Linked DNA regions of Triticum aestivum: region 1 is linked to region 2. A link is a contact called in public Hi-C data. All regions are on one chromosome and are shown on one strand. The core of a region is the stretch at or near the end of the contact, and the rest is flanking DNA. Distances in the headings are between cores, read along the strand shown.

Evidence for each region. A called contact is a pair of places that touch in the nucleus more often than the background predicts.
Region 1: a contact with region 2 is called in a Hi-C map of leaf, with 2.5 times the contacts expected there. The contact joins the promoter of LOC123053321 here to the promoter of LOC123053320 in region 2. A contact is called at or near these places in 2 of 5 Hi-C or Micro-C datasets (both in leaf).

The regions. Positions count from the first base shown.
Region 1 is chr2D:387,153,044-387,160,232 of IWGSC CS RefSeq v2.1, reverse strand. LOC123053321 reads right to left here and starts at 4,955. Exons shown (of 3, transcript XM_044476780.1): 1 at 4,188-4,955; 2 at 3,904-4,089; 3 at 2,776-3,289. The coding sequence starts at 4,709. The coding sequence ends at 2,996.
Region 2 is chr2D:387,020,214-387,026,926 of IWGSC CS RefSeq v2.1, reverse strand. LOC123053320 (probable receptor-like protein kinase At1g49730) reads right to left here and starts at 4,321. Exons shown (of 9, transcript XM_044476778.1): 1 at 3,969-4,321; 2 at 2,117-2,665; 3 at 1,042-1,329; 4 at 579-840; 5 at 404-456; 6 at 242-309. The coding sequence starts at 4,050.

The sequences.
Region 1 (7,189 bases), core at 3,706-6,205, 130 kb before region 2:
CAAAAAGTTCTTTATAGAATGCGATCGCATGGGCCAGCAGGTTTTGTGTGCCTTCAATAGTCACATCTCCTTATGTGAAGGAGTGGATAGTGTTTTTATGTTTTCTACCGTTTGCTACCCGATGATAAAAGGCAGTGTTCCGGTCTGCTTTGGGCAACCATCTCTCATTGGAATGTTGTAACCAGAAAAGATCTTCCATGATCAGGAGCTCATTGAGTTCCGAGTTAAGGACCGTCCTTTTCTCATATAAGTCTGGATCGAGAGGCCTATTTTCCTCCAGCCTCTCAATCTCTTCTAGCTCCTCTTTAATGCACCTTTTCTCTTCTTGGCATGTCCAAAGGAATGGGAACCCCATCCTTTGAAATACTTCTTAATACGTTTGATTTTTATGTTGAGAACATCAATAGGATCGTCGGCGAAAACAAGCTGCTCCCAGATCTTTTTTGCTTTGATGTAAAACTCCTCATTTTTTAACCAGGTCAGCTCAAACCTGAATTCACGTTGGTGGGAAGGGCCTGTTTTCTCGGGACCCGAGGTTAAGAGCAACGGATTATGGCCCGAGACGTCCCTCGCCAGTTTGCGGACTGTGACCAAAGGTAACAGGTCTTCCCAATCGAAATGCATAAGGATTCTATCCAATTTTTCCAGGGTGGGATGTTTCTGCTTATTAGTCCAGGTGTATTTCCCCCCTCCCATATGGATCTCTCTCAATTTCAAAGTCTGGATAACAGAATTGAATTTCTCTATGTAATGGGAGTGAGCCATATTTTTGTTTTTCTCTCCACTATCATGGAGAATATTAAAATCTCCGCCCACTATATAGGGGACATGAAGTTGGAAGCAAACAGAAACTAGTTCTGACAAAAACTCATCTTTTCTCTCATCTTGGGCTGCTCCATAGACCACTATGAGAGCCCGAACACACTTAAAAACTCATCTTTTCTCTCATCTTGGGCTGCTCATAGACCACTATGAGAGCCCGAACACACTTATGCTTCACATCATAAAACGTTAACTTGTACAAGGAAATTACCAACTACCTAGGAGATGATTTCAAGGGTCTCTTTTTTCACTCCACACAGGATACCACCTGATTTTCCAACAGAAGGAACCCAATTCCATTCAAATCTGTCGAAGGGATCACTTTTCCTAAGGAACATAGAAGGGAATTTCTTTTTCATAGTTTCTTGAAGGCCTATAAAATCTAGGGAATGATCTTTAATAAGATCTGAGAAGCAGGTAGTCATCCCTTTTTTACCTCCCCCCTACAATTTCAGAATAGGCCATTCATTTAATTACCTTATTTTTTTCCCCCTTGGTAACCATACTAGGAAGCAGAGTATGGTTACCTTTACATTCTTTCAAGGAAACATTATTTTTATATCTAAAAAGTTATATAACGAATTCTGGCGATAATGCATAGAGCCAGCCAGTCATGCTCCGTTTTACCAAATGTTTTACTGTGTCTGTTCGCTTGTTTCAGTATGTATTATGTAATCTATGCTTCATCGGAATGTATAGATCTCTTGTGAACGGAGTACACTGCCACTGTAAAATGGAAGTAATTCTGCACGCACGACGCACCTGCCCTCTGACTTCAGAACTCCTGATGCATATATATAGCCAAAGTAGTCTCCGGCTGTCCATAATAAACTACAGTTTCAAAGCAGAAGCAGTAATACAGGACAGCCCGGCCGATGCATATACACATAGGAGCAAATTGTTCAGTGTTCGGTACACGTCCATAAATGCTCGAGCGAGCCATTCCCACTCTGACAGCCTCCATGTGAGGTGAGATCTCTCGACACGAGGATGCATGCAGTGTTCCCGTCCCGTCCCTGGTGTACTTCTGGTAATGTCAAACTCAATATATCATTTTTAAAAGTTACAAAAATTCTGGAAAATATTCGGTGCACTGGTAAAAAATTGATCTACGTTCGAGGTGCAAAAAAGATAAATTTATGCGTGAATTATAGTAGTTGTACGTGGTAGCTAATTTCTGTTTGGCTGTAAAATTGGCCAATCATCAATACCATCACTGAATGTTTCTTTCATATTTTTCTCTCGAGATGTGTTTTCGGTTCTGAATTTAAATTTTTGTGGGAAAATAGACATACAATGTTGAATCTGTGCATTATTTATTTTGCTTCAGTTTTTGCATAACTCTGCAGTGGCGTTTCAGTCGTGGGCATGCAGGAGATGGGAGCACAGGATACGATCCGACACAAACCTTCACTGACCCCTAAATGTACATCAATAATACTAGTAGCAGTGTTCTACCATTACAGCTATCGAGCCAGTCCTACTCTTCGACAGTGAAACGGCTCTGCGCATTAATACGGGGATTCGTTTTTTTGATTGTAACCATCAGATTTTGGCAGTAAAAAAGAGCTAATGGTCATCCATCAGATCGATATTACAGTGCCCCTGGAGCAGTCGTGGAACTATCCATTCATAAGTACAGTAGATGTTCCCCGCAGAAAGAAAACACTCATAATCCCTGCAAAAAAAAAAAACATTCATAAGTAACTCTAGTTGGATGCGTACCACCGTACCAGCAAGCTTAAAACCTCCGTGTAGAAAGAAAGGGGGGGGGGGGGGGGGAAATCCACGGTTTATGGGAGCAGTTTACACTGACGGTGATGGGACAGCAACGTCCGCCAATCCAATCCATACCGCACCAAAAACGGAAGCAACACCGGCTTCACGGCAACCACGCCTTGTGCGCACATCACAAAACCCACGCCACACCCACACCCACACCGTCACCGTCCATGAAAAAATGCGGCAAGAAACGCGTGATCATTCATTCATTTCATCCCGATGCAGGCGACAAAATTCATCTGTACTCCATTCACAACGGACACGCCGCTTTCTCCCGTCCAAATGGTACTAGTAATCCACGCATTACATCACATTACATAACATAACATATGCAGCAAGCAACGAGAGGAAGAAGAAAGAAAGATGGCGGTGTCGGGTCGGGTCAAGGTGGCTAGACGTGGGTGCAGGATTTCTTGAGGGATATGGCTTTGCCCAGCTTGGTCGTGTCCAGCCGGACGGTGCACTGCACGTTGTTGTAGAACCTGGGCTTGACCAGCTTGCCCAGCACCAGCGCCCGCGCCCTGATCCTCAGCGTCAGCTGCAGCGGCACCGGCGGCGGGGGCACGCCCTTGGGCCCCGGCGTGCTGCTCAGCCCCGCGCCGCCGCCGTACAGCGGCACCTTGTTGCCCACCACCGTCACCGCCACCTTGCGCTGGCTCTTCCGAGGCTGGTAGAAGTACTTCATCTGCCACACAGATTTTGCGGTATATTTAGATGGTTTTGTAGCTTGAGTTCAATATACGATTTCCACGCAAAAAAAGAAGGAAAATAATAATATGAATTGGATTTCCCGCGGAAAAGGGAGGAAATAAAGAACGGGTATGAACTGGATGACAGCAACTCGGGATGGCGATGTCCTGTTCGAGTTTTTCAACAGTGTTCAGTGGCCTCTGCTTTTGTAGCTATCAGCAGACGTTGCCATGGCTAAATTAACACCCTTTGTTTTGGTCAAGACATGTGCAGCTGTAGTCCAAAGTTCGCATCTAGAAGCCACAGAGCAAGACTGACTTTCTCTTTGGGCTTACAATATGCAAATGTGTGTTCATAAGACTACTGGTTGACGTAAATGCACCGCACAAATGTTTACGTATCTATCAACAAGAAATGAGAAATCAATCGTTCAGGCATGACCTGAATGCAGTACTTATTGTGATTAATTCACAGCCATTTACTTACCAGATTGACTCGGTTGTTCTCCAACTTGAGGCTTACCATTCGATCGATCAATCAGATGAAACCGTTCAAAGAAATCTGTATGAGGAATTAAGGATGCGCGTGCGGGGATGAATGAATGCTTACGTCGCCGGAGGCCATGAGGAGCTGGGAGTAGTAGAGCGTGACGGGCTGCGCCGTGACGTGCACGCCGAAGAAGCTCCCCGTGTTGCGGAACGTGAGCCTCACCGTGGCGTTGATCGTGGACATCTCCGTCGGCACCAGCGACGCGTCCGTCCCCGCCTGGATCACGAAGTTGTGGAACGTCACGCTCTGCGCAATCAACGGGGAGGAATCATCAGTTCTTGCTTGCATAAGAGAAGACGAATCACGAATCCGGCCCAGAGGGAAAAGGAAAGGGGAGTACGTACGTTGACGGAGACGACGGGCTTCTGGTTGCGGCTGGCGCCCCAGAGGATGAGGGCGAAGAAGGTGAAGAGCACGAGGAAGGCGGCGACGAAGCCCAGCCCGTAGCGCACCTTCCTGGGGAGCGCGGAGAAGCCGCCGGCGCGGCCGTCGGCGTCGTCGTCGTCCTCCATGAGGAGCCCCTCCTCCTCGATGGCCGCCTCCTTCATCCAGGGGCTGCGGCGCGCCGCCTCGCCGCCGCCACCGCCGCCACCGCCGCGCTTCCCGCCTCCGCCGGCGACCCCGCGGCGGGACGAGCCTGCGGAGGGGACCTTGCCGGAGAAGCGGGAGGAGGAGGACTCCCTGGAGTGGTTCCCGAGCGAGCGCGGCGGGGACGCGGCCGGGGAGGAGTGGAAGGAGGAGGCGGCCGTCTTGGAGTGGTTCTCCCCGTCGTCGTGGCTGGGCGACTGCACGTAGTAGGGCGCCCGCGGCGGCGACGACGGCGCCATGCTCGACGTCACCTCCGAGTCGGTCTTGGCGTGATGCATTGCGAGAGCGTTCGGCGTGCCCGTGCCGTCGTGCGTCCTCGTCGCCGCCCTCTCCCTTCTCTTCTCTTCTCTTCTCCCGTTGGGCGCGGTCGCGTGCGTGGCTGGCTCTTGTAGTGAGCGTGGACGGGTGTGTACTGTGTAGTAGTGCTCGCCCACCTCTATCTGGCGTGCGCGGAGGGTCGGGTCGGGGTGGACGGGACGTGTTGGGAGGTGTGCGTCCGCGTCCGGGGATGACTCACTTCCGGGGGCGGGGCGGGGCGGCAGCACCCGGACCCGGAGGACGCGGATCCGCCGGTGCTATAACGATGGGCGCGGTCCTACGCATTCGTCAACCGTGCCTCCCAACGGGTGGGTTTAGCCGTTTAGGCCACTTGTTTTGCTTAATCTGGGCCGTCAATTCACGATCCGACCGTTGTGCTTACGCACTAAGTTTCCTTCCTTCTAATTGAGATTGACTGGCGGTATACATTTAGTAACGACATGGGGTGGTTGCACCGATGACCAAGGGTTTAGCAGCCGTCATTAGTTTAACGCACTATCAAATCAAGTAATAAGATAACTTAAGAACAAGAAAAGTGGCTTTGCTAATCCAATCGCTATCCGTGTTACAAGTACCGTATCTCACATTTCCTTTTTCAAATTGTTTCCTCAAATCGTAAAATAAAGAGAGAAGAAATCGTCAATGCTCTAACTCATATGGCACGTTTCCGCACAAAAAAAAACTATGGCACGGACTTAACAAGATTTGGATGTCTTCAACCCCAATTTGATCTTCCTTCAACCTTATCATGAACTCCTCTACTTCTGGGTCATTTTGCACACCATGTCTAAGTGCTCAAATTAGACATCAAACTTACCAAAACCAGCGAATAAATGAAAAATAATTTTCTTACGTAGGAGGCATTTCAACAAGCACTTGGTGTGCATCGTGCCATCGTCGCAATTGGGGGTATTGGAGGTCGACGTATAGGGCAGGAGGGAGGGGTGAGTTGGCATTGTCTAGATCACCGGAGAGGGACATGCATCAAAGGTGTCGACACCTTTGTCGATTTTTTCATTGGTGTCGACGACTCGTCCTTGAGCTTTGCCACGGTGCACCGCCTCATGTTTGGCGCATCACGCGGAATATGAGGTTGTCCATGGCATGGGAGGGCACGTCGGCACACTGTTGTTGGTGGGCGGCAACATATTCTCCCGTCGACGCCGCGTGAGCGCGGACGCTAGATTTTCCACGGTTGTCGGATTCGAGGAACTCGAGGAACTTGGCGGTGGGGGTCGAGGCAGAGTTGCAGTGGCCGGAGCACGACAAGGAACGTAGGGAGGGCGGGGGGACACATTCGGGAATGTTTTCGGTTCTCCGGGAAAAAATATTCACGAGAGGATATTAGGGATGAGTTATATGTCTATAATTCCCAATAGTGGTAGTTTTTAGGCTAAATCTTTTTTTGGCACGAATTAGAGTTGCTCTTATCCAAATAGGAAAAAATTCATGAGAGGATATTAGAGATGAGAGGAACGTTGGTGATGACGATGACTTCGATTTCCCCCTTCGGGCGGAAGTATCCCCGGCGGAATTGCTCCGCCGGAGAGCAAAAGTGCTCCTACCTAGCTTCCGCCTTGAGACAGCGGCGCTTCATCCCGAAAGTCTTCTCTTTATTTATTTTTCTAGGGCAAATGGCTTCATATAGGAGAAGATGGGCCACAGAGGCCAGCTATGGGCCCCACAAGCTCACAGGGCGCGCCGGGGGGGCACATGAGCTTGTGGCTCACTGGTGGGTCCCCTTGTAAGGGCATATTTCTCCCTAAGTGGTTTTGGTGATTGATAATAGTGCATTTGCGGACTAATCGTGTGCATTGAGCATTTCAGATATCTCATGTCTAGGCACAAGATGATTCGTTGCCCCTCGGAGCCTATTGAAGACGGCGGTTCTCTATGGTTCTTTTCGGTGGATTTGAGTTGTAGGAAAGCCGTACTATTAAGAGGGGGTCCGCTTCGGAAAGGTTAGGGTGGAATCAACATGTACACATATGTTCCTTTGCACCACCTTTCCTTCGCTTCGATGGAGCACCTTCAGTTTATCCATGTCTCTGCGATATGAAGGCTGCCAAATGCTAAAGCTTCTGTGGCGTGCGGTAGTACTACTCAAGGGAGCAGTAGTACTGCATGGGCGTGTGGTAGTACCGCTCATGCAAGCGGTAGTACCGCGCCCAGCGGTGTCCTGGTGAGCGGTAGTACCGCTGCCTCCAGCCCTGACGCTGAAGCATGCAGAAGTAGGTGTGGATGTAATTTTTTTATTTCCGGCCCCACGCGGTAGTACCGCTCCCTGTGACTGTGACCGGTAGTACCGTGCCGGATTTTTTGCACAGTTCCAACCTCAGCGGAAGTAGTTATCGAAGCAATTTATTTCTTCCGCGCTTTTCCAGCGCCAGTTGAGCCCTGCCTTACGGTAGTATCGTAGGGGCTCATGGTAGTACCGCTT
Region 2 (6,713 bases), core at 3,072-5,571:
GAACTACTACCTCTGTCCCTAAATACAAGACATTTTTGCAGTTCCCTAAATACAAGACATCTCTGCAGTTCACTAAAATACAAGGCATTTTTGCAGTTCAATTTCAAAGAAGTCTTGAATTTAGGGACAGAGGGAGTACAGTTTTAAGTGAATACCAACTATTCCAAACATGGAAAAACCGCAGGGAAGTATGAATTACTTGATCCAATTCAGAATCCAGAACAGACTTCCAGAAACTTACCAAAGCATTCGCAACATCAATAGCGATTTGGATCCTATTTTTCCACGGCAGCAGAAGTTTACCTGACGCTGCAAAGAGAAGAATGCTTTTCTGCACATAATTCAACAAATGATGTAGCATAAGACATGGAATGAGAATGAAACATGAGTCGTGAGATATTACAATGAAGGTGATCCTTAAGGCTTCCATTTTCCATGTATTCATAAACCTGGAACCTGGACGGTGGGAAGTTGTAAAGCACCACAAACTGGTTAATACCTGAACCTTACTTCTCAAACTTTGTTAAAAAATACCCCTAAGTCCGACAAGATGGCGATGATGCGGCAGCGTACTTTACCTCTCAAATTTTGTTAAACAATATCCTTTAAGTCCAACAAGATGTCGATGATGCAGACGCCCAAGAAATTCCATTTCTTTGCAGAATGCCAGCTGATCTTGTTTTGGTGAGCTCTCTATGCGCTTAATGGCAACCACAGAACCATTGCTCAGTTGTCCTTTGAATATTGTTGCATTATCATTCCCTCCCAGCGTGGTGCTAAAGTTTCTTGTTGCCCTTCTCATTTCTGCATAACTAAATCTGCCAAAAATGGTGGAAGTACCTGCAAAACAATATTGCTAAGCAGATGAACTGAAATGGGTCCCGCAACTGATTCTAATAGCAAGTAATTCAAAAGCAGATTCAAACATCACTCCATCAGGTTTAAATTAAAGTAACATATAATTTCGTAAACAAATTGTCGAGACAGAGCTTACAAATAAAAGAAAGGCAGCACCATGACCACAGCTCATTAAATGTTTACCTTCTTGGCCCTTCGTGACACAGGAACTCAACACTTTCAAAGGGTTAATTCCCTCAATCTTTTCTAGTTCTTTGCACTTTCTCCGGATAAGTAAAATCAGTACTACCAGTAGTGTAACTGATAATCCTGTAACCAAGGCCCCGATAGCAGGGAATAGTACACGCTTGTAACTACGATGATGGTTGGATGGCACTTCAGCAACATGTTCCCCAGGAATTTGCGATGCAAATGGACTGGGAGAAATATTTGGTGCAGGATATCCAGCTGGGGATGATGTCGAGATGTTCACTGCATGAGATTCATAAATTATTACAACACTCAACAACCGCAAAGGCGCATTTTAAGTATAAAGGAGTTTATTATATATTATACTACCGAAAAATCCTTAACCCTTGACATGCCACTACAAATGGACATTATGTTCTATGGCACTACTTTTCATTACAAAGCACATATGTGCCATCACTGGCAACGACGTCACATTTAACTGTAAGGCAACAAAATCAAGTAAGAGCTCTGTATATTTTCCCAGCAGAAAGTCAATCAACTTACTCAAAATAAACCATCTTGCCAACCAAGATAGTAAAATGAAACAGTTTTGAAAAGATACCCACATATACTCCATTTACCAAAGATGTATATTCATATGAAACTTGCACTACAAATCTACAACAAAAATGTGCTGATAATTGATTAATATAATATACCTATAATTTGCATACTGTGAAATACTATGTGCAAATGTGTCACAGTCAAAAAAAAGTGCAGCACAGCTGAAGCTTTGAAAAGAAAACTGGTGATGAACATGTTCATTCATGAAATGCACTAGCCTTGGCAGTTAACACTCTTCAAGAAAAGGAAAAGGTGTTCTTCCTCTATAAGGTGCTACATAAGTTCTACAAATCATAGTTGTAAATCCTGTGGGGTTTATGCAGTGTACTAGCATTAAGAAGTCAGAACAAAAAATATGTAATATTATTCTCCCTCTATAAGTTATGAAATACAAAAGTAATGTGTGGCCAAAATTTTGTTAAGTGCACTGTCCATTCTATGATAGACGGGAGAAAATTCGAACCTTGAAGAGCACTCAGCCCCTGAACGCTGAAAAAGCAACCCGCCGTATCAAGAGTAGATATGTTCCCTTGACTCACAAAAGCAACAAAGGCAGCGTCACGGCAGGTATTCAATGTGACATTATCTTGTTCCCCCACAAGATGGCGGAGGTATGACAAACCAGAATTTAAGCATCTCTTGCAGCTGACGTCATCTGGAAGTGAGGTTGCACAATTTCTAGTCACATCACTGAAATTCGGAGACTGTAACATTTGGAGGATAGTAGTCATCCCAACGCACTGATAGGACGCCTGAATCTTGATCCCGAGGCCACAAAACGAAGCTGCAGTAGGAAGTATCCCATTGGACACGAAGGTGTCTGAGATATTGCTAATACAGGCATCGGCAAGTTCAGATGGAACCCCAAGAGTGCCTGTTGTGTTCGCATACATTGCAGAAGAGACCGCGAGGACGGCATTGATATAGCGGCAACACTTTGAGTGGCCATTCTGATCCGAGCATACAGAAGCTATCAGCGCAAAGTTTGGCCAACTGAAATCCAACGGACAATCTGCATGGTCAAACAACAAACATGAGTAACGATGCAAATATGGCTGGTCCATAATCACAAACTTTTGAAAGAGGAGACTCGTCATTCTGCATCTTTGCTAAATTTGGCAAAGCGGGTGTCACACTCACACAGAAAGAGCAAAACATGCAACTGATGTCGCAGTACAGCAAGCCAACACTTATGCTCACAGCGTGAATTGTGCTCGTATCTAGCAGAAGTGAAGTTAACGCCATTGGGAATAGGCCACATGACCAGTACTAGCTGGGGGACGAGACTTGCCTGCTCCCTTCCCATGCTCCCATCCGTGCTCCCGCATACGTGGCTTGATTTGATTGGAAGAAAATAAGGCCCGGCCCCACCCCCTGAAAATCAGGGGGGAGATGATTAGATTAAAAAAGAAAAAGGGAAAAGAACAGCCGTAGGATGAAGTGGGAGCACGGATGGGAGCATGAAGAGGGAGCAGGCAAGCCGGATCCACTAGCTGGGTACGTGCCTAATGGATTGCCTGTCATAAATTTCATACTATCCATATTTCCCTCATTACACCAGAGCTGCTACGAAATCGAATATAGAGCATTTGATGGTACACTGTAGGCTAGCACATAGTATAAGTGAAAAAACAACCCATGTGCACCTGAGGAACATCAGGCAAATCAAAAATATCTTGTGACATTATCAGTGGTTCAGTAACGCCAAATGCCAGGACTGAAACCCTCACGGACAGCCAAGTCCAACGGCTATTGAAACCCAAGAGCCATGAAAGTCCATCGGCCCAGTCGTACGTGTACAGCAACTCCATTAGGTAGGCGAATTGAATGGCCTAAGGAAGGAAGGACTCCAACGCGATGGGGAGTGAGCAGAGGCGGTCCCTGCTCCCCTTGCCAACTACACTGCGTCTACAGAAAGAAGGCAGGCGAAAAATGCGCCTCGTACCAGTCGTGCTCAGGGATTGTTCCAGGGCTAAGTGACTCCATCTCGCACCTAAAATGCCTACTACTCGCGTTCGCCTCTCCTAAAAATGAAGTCCTAAACCTACAGTACTGTACCAATATTCTGGGCTGAACCATTAGAGAAAACGCAAAGGCGTTAGGGACGCATCGAATGGGCGTCGGAAGGGGAGAAACCGAAATCAGTGATTGAGCTAAGCGCGCCCACAGCCGTCGCCATCGCCGACCGATCCCCTCGAACCCCAAATACCAAATGCAGCTAATGCTGTTCCGCCACTGGAGCGGAGTGGGCTTCAACCGGTTGCCAGAGACGGGAACAGGTAAAGAGATTACGTGGGGCGGCGAGAACGGTTTACCTGCCGCGATCGCCGCGGGCGGAAGCGGGGCCAGGAGCGCGACGGCCAGCGCCGCGCAGAGGACCGGCCCTGGACGCCGCATCCGGGAGCCGCACGCGCGCGGCCGGCGGCGCGGCGCAGGCGTCGTATCGGCCGCAGCGAGAGATGAACAGGAGCAGGGCGGAGCGGAAAGGTGGGGTTTGTCCGGTGAGGGGAGGGCGAGGAAGGAAGGAATGGGATGCCAGGCTGACGCTGCCCCGACGCCAACCCAATATGCTCGTTTGTGTTGCTGACTGCGGCCGCGGCGCTGCCGCTTTTCTTCTTTGCTTTGCGGGTCGCAGCGCGGCTAGGCGCCTTTTTCTACTAGCCGCGCGTGGAAGAGTGGGCGGGGTCTTTGGGATGGGCTCCTCCCGGTCACGGGCACGGGTGCGCGGAACTGCGAATGGGGGAGTCCGCTCCGGCTCCGCGGACCACGGGTGGGGTGCACATGGCGCGGTAGTCACTCTCACCGGCCCAGGCGACCAGGCAAGCCCCGGCGCCGTATCCAAGAACGCGTACTGTGCGAGTGTGCGTCGCTCGTGTCCTTTTGTGGCCGATGGCCTGGTGAGCCCCAGATACCTGTGTGCGTCGCTCGTGTCCTTTTGTGGCCGATGGCCTGGTGAGCCCCAGATACCTGTGGTCGACCTCCCTCCAGCCTCCAGTGAGGCGAGGCCTCCTCTACCGTGTCCATCACGACCGTCCCTGCACATGAGAGCAACTTCAATGGGGCGCCCATTTCGTTCGCGGCCGTCGTTTGGGTCGGCGCGGACAGAAAAGGCAGCCCAACGCACCGACCCAAACGGACGCGCGTCCGTTTTTCGTCCGCGGGCGACCCATTCCCGGTCCATTTTTGAGCCTGATTTGCGTCGGCGCGGACACGTGACGGACGCGCGCGCTCGCCTACTTCTGTCCCCGGACCCGCTGGTCTGTGGCACATTGGCCTCCCGTCTCACCCTGCGGCCAACAAAGCAACCCTCCCGCCCCCTCCATCAGCATTTCTATAGTATTAAGGTCTGTATTCCATTCCATTCCTATTGCAGCCCAAAAGTTTCTGCTGAAGTCACATTCAAAGAAGAGGTGTTGTAGGTATTCATTGGGTTCATCATCACATAGGATACACCTCCTATTTTCTATTTGAAAATTCTTCCTGATTAGTAGATCTCTAGTATTTAATCTATCAAGCAGAAGCAACCAGAAGAAGAATTTTTGTTTGGGCAAGTTGCATGATTTCCAAATCCACTGAAATGGTGGTGCTGCCTTTGGTGGGTTTCCAATAAGGTGCAGATAAATCTTTCTGTTGGAGTATTTGTTTCCTTTCCAGAGAAATTGCCAGCAATCTTTATTGTCATTGTCTTGGTGGATGTTGCTTATGATTTCCAACATCTCATTACTTTGTTGAACAGCCATAGATGACATGGGTAAATGGAACATCTCATAAAAGTTGCTGGTTGAGGAAACGATAGCCGAGGCAATTGTACACTCTGCATCTTTAGAAAATGAGTATAAGTGAGGAAATCTGCTCTGTAGAGTGTCCTCATTCCACTTATCATGCCAGAGTGAAATGGTGCTGCCAGTAGAGGGGATACATGTAGTCATGCTTTTAAAATCCTGCAAGATAGAACAGCAATCTCTCCACGAAAAAGATCCCAACCTTGTAGGATATGAGGGTATAGAGCCATCAGAATAATAATTATTCCATATTAGTTCCACCCAAGGAGTATCATGTTTATTTAAAAACTTGAAGAGAAATTTGATTAGAAGAGCTCTGTTTTGAGTTCTCAGATCAAGGACTCCCAGTCCTCCTGCTTTTTTGGGGAGGCAGACAGTATCCCATTTAACTAGACAATTACCCTGTTTATTGATCTTGTTACCATACCAAAGAAAACTTCTGCCAGATTTTTCAAAGTGATCTAAGATAGTGAAAGGCACTCTGATGCAACACATTGCATAAATTGGTAGAGCAGAAACCACTGCCGTGTTGGTCCATCACCACCTCAACAGCCAGCGGCCGTTGTTTCGTGGCTCCATTCCGGGCCACCTTCCGGTGTTGAATCGCAACCGAGAGAGCGGGCATTTCCTTCTCTGAAAGGACTACTTTGATACAACAAACCCGTTGTTCAAACATCACAAATTCCGCCGCCGGTTCCGTATGAGTAGGCATGTTTTCAACCGTATTAGAGAGGAAGTGGTCGGCTATGATGACTACTTCGAGTGCAAAGAGGATGCCGTCGGCAAGATTGGTTTCTTCTCTTATCAGAAATGCACTGCCGCCATCTGAATGCTTGCATACGGAGTGCCCGGTGATCTCATTGACGAGTACGTCCGTATGAGCGAGTCTACATGCCTAGAGTCCCTGTATAAGTTCTGCAAGGCTGTGATTGTTGTGTTTGGCCCTGAGTACTTGAGAGAGACGACAACTGAAGATAGAGCCCGTTTGCTGGCGATGAATGCCAGCAGGGGCTTCCCGGGGATGCTTGGCAGCATAGACTGCATGCACTGGGAGTGGAAGAACTGCCCTTCTGCTTGGCAAGGGCAGTATAAGGGACATGTCAGGGCTTGCACTGTCATACTAGAGGCCGTGGCGTCTCAAGATCTCTGGATCTGGCACTCTTTCTTTGGCATGGCTGGATCACACAATGATATCAACGTGCTTCAGCGCTCGCCGGTGTTTGCTAGGCTTGCCGAAGGCAACAGCCCACCGGTGAACTTTACTGTCAACGGCCACAA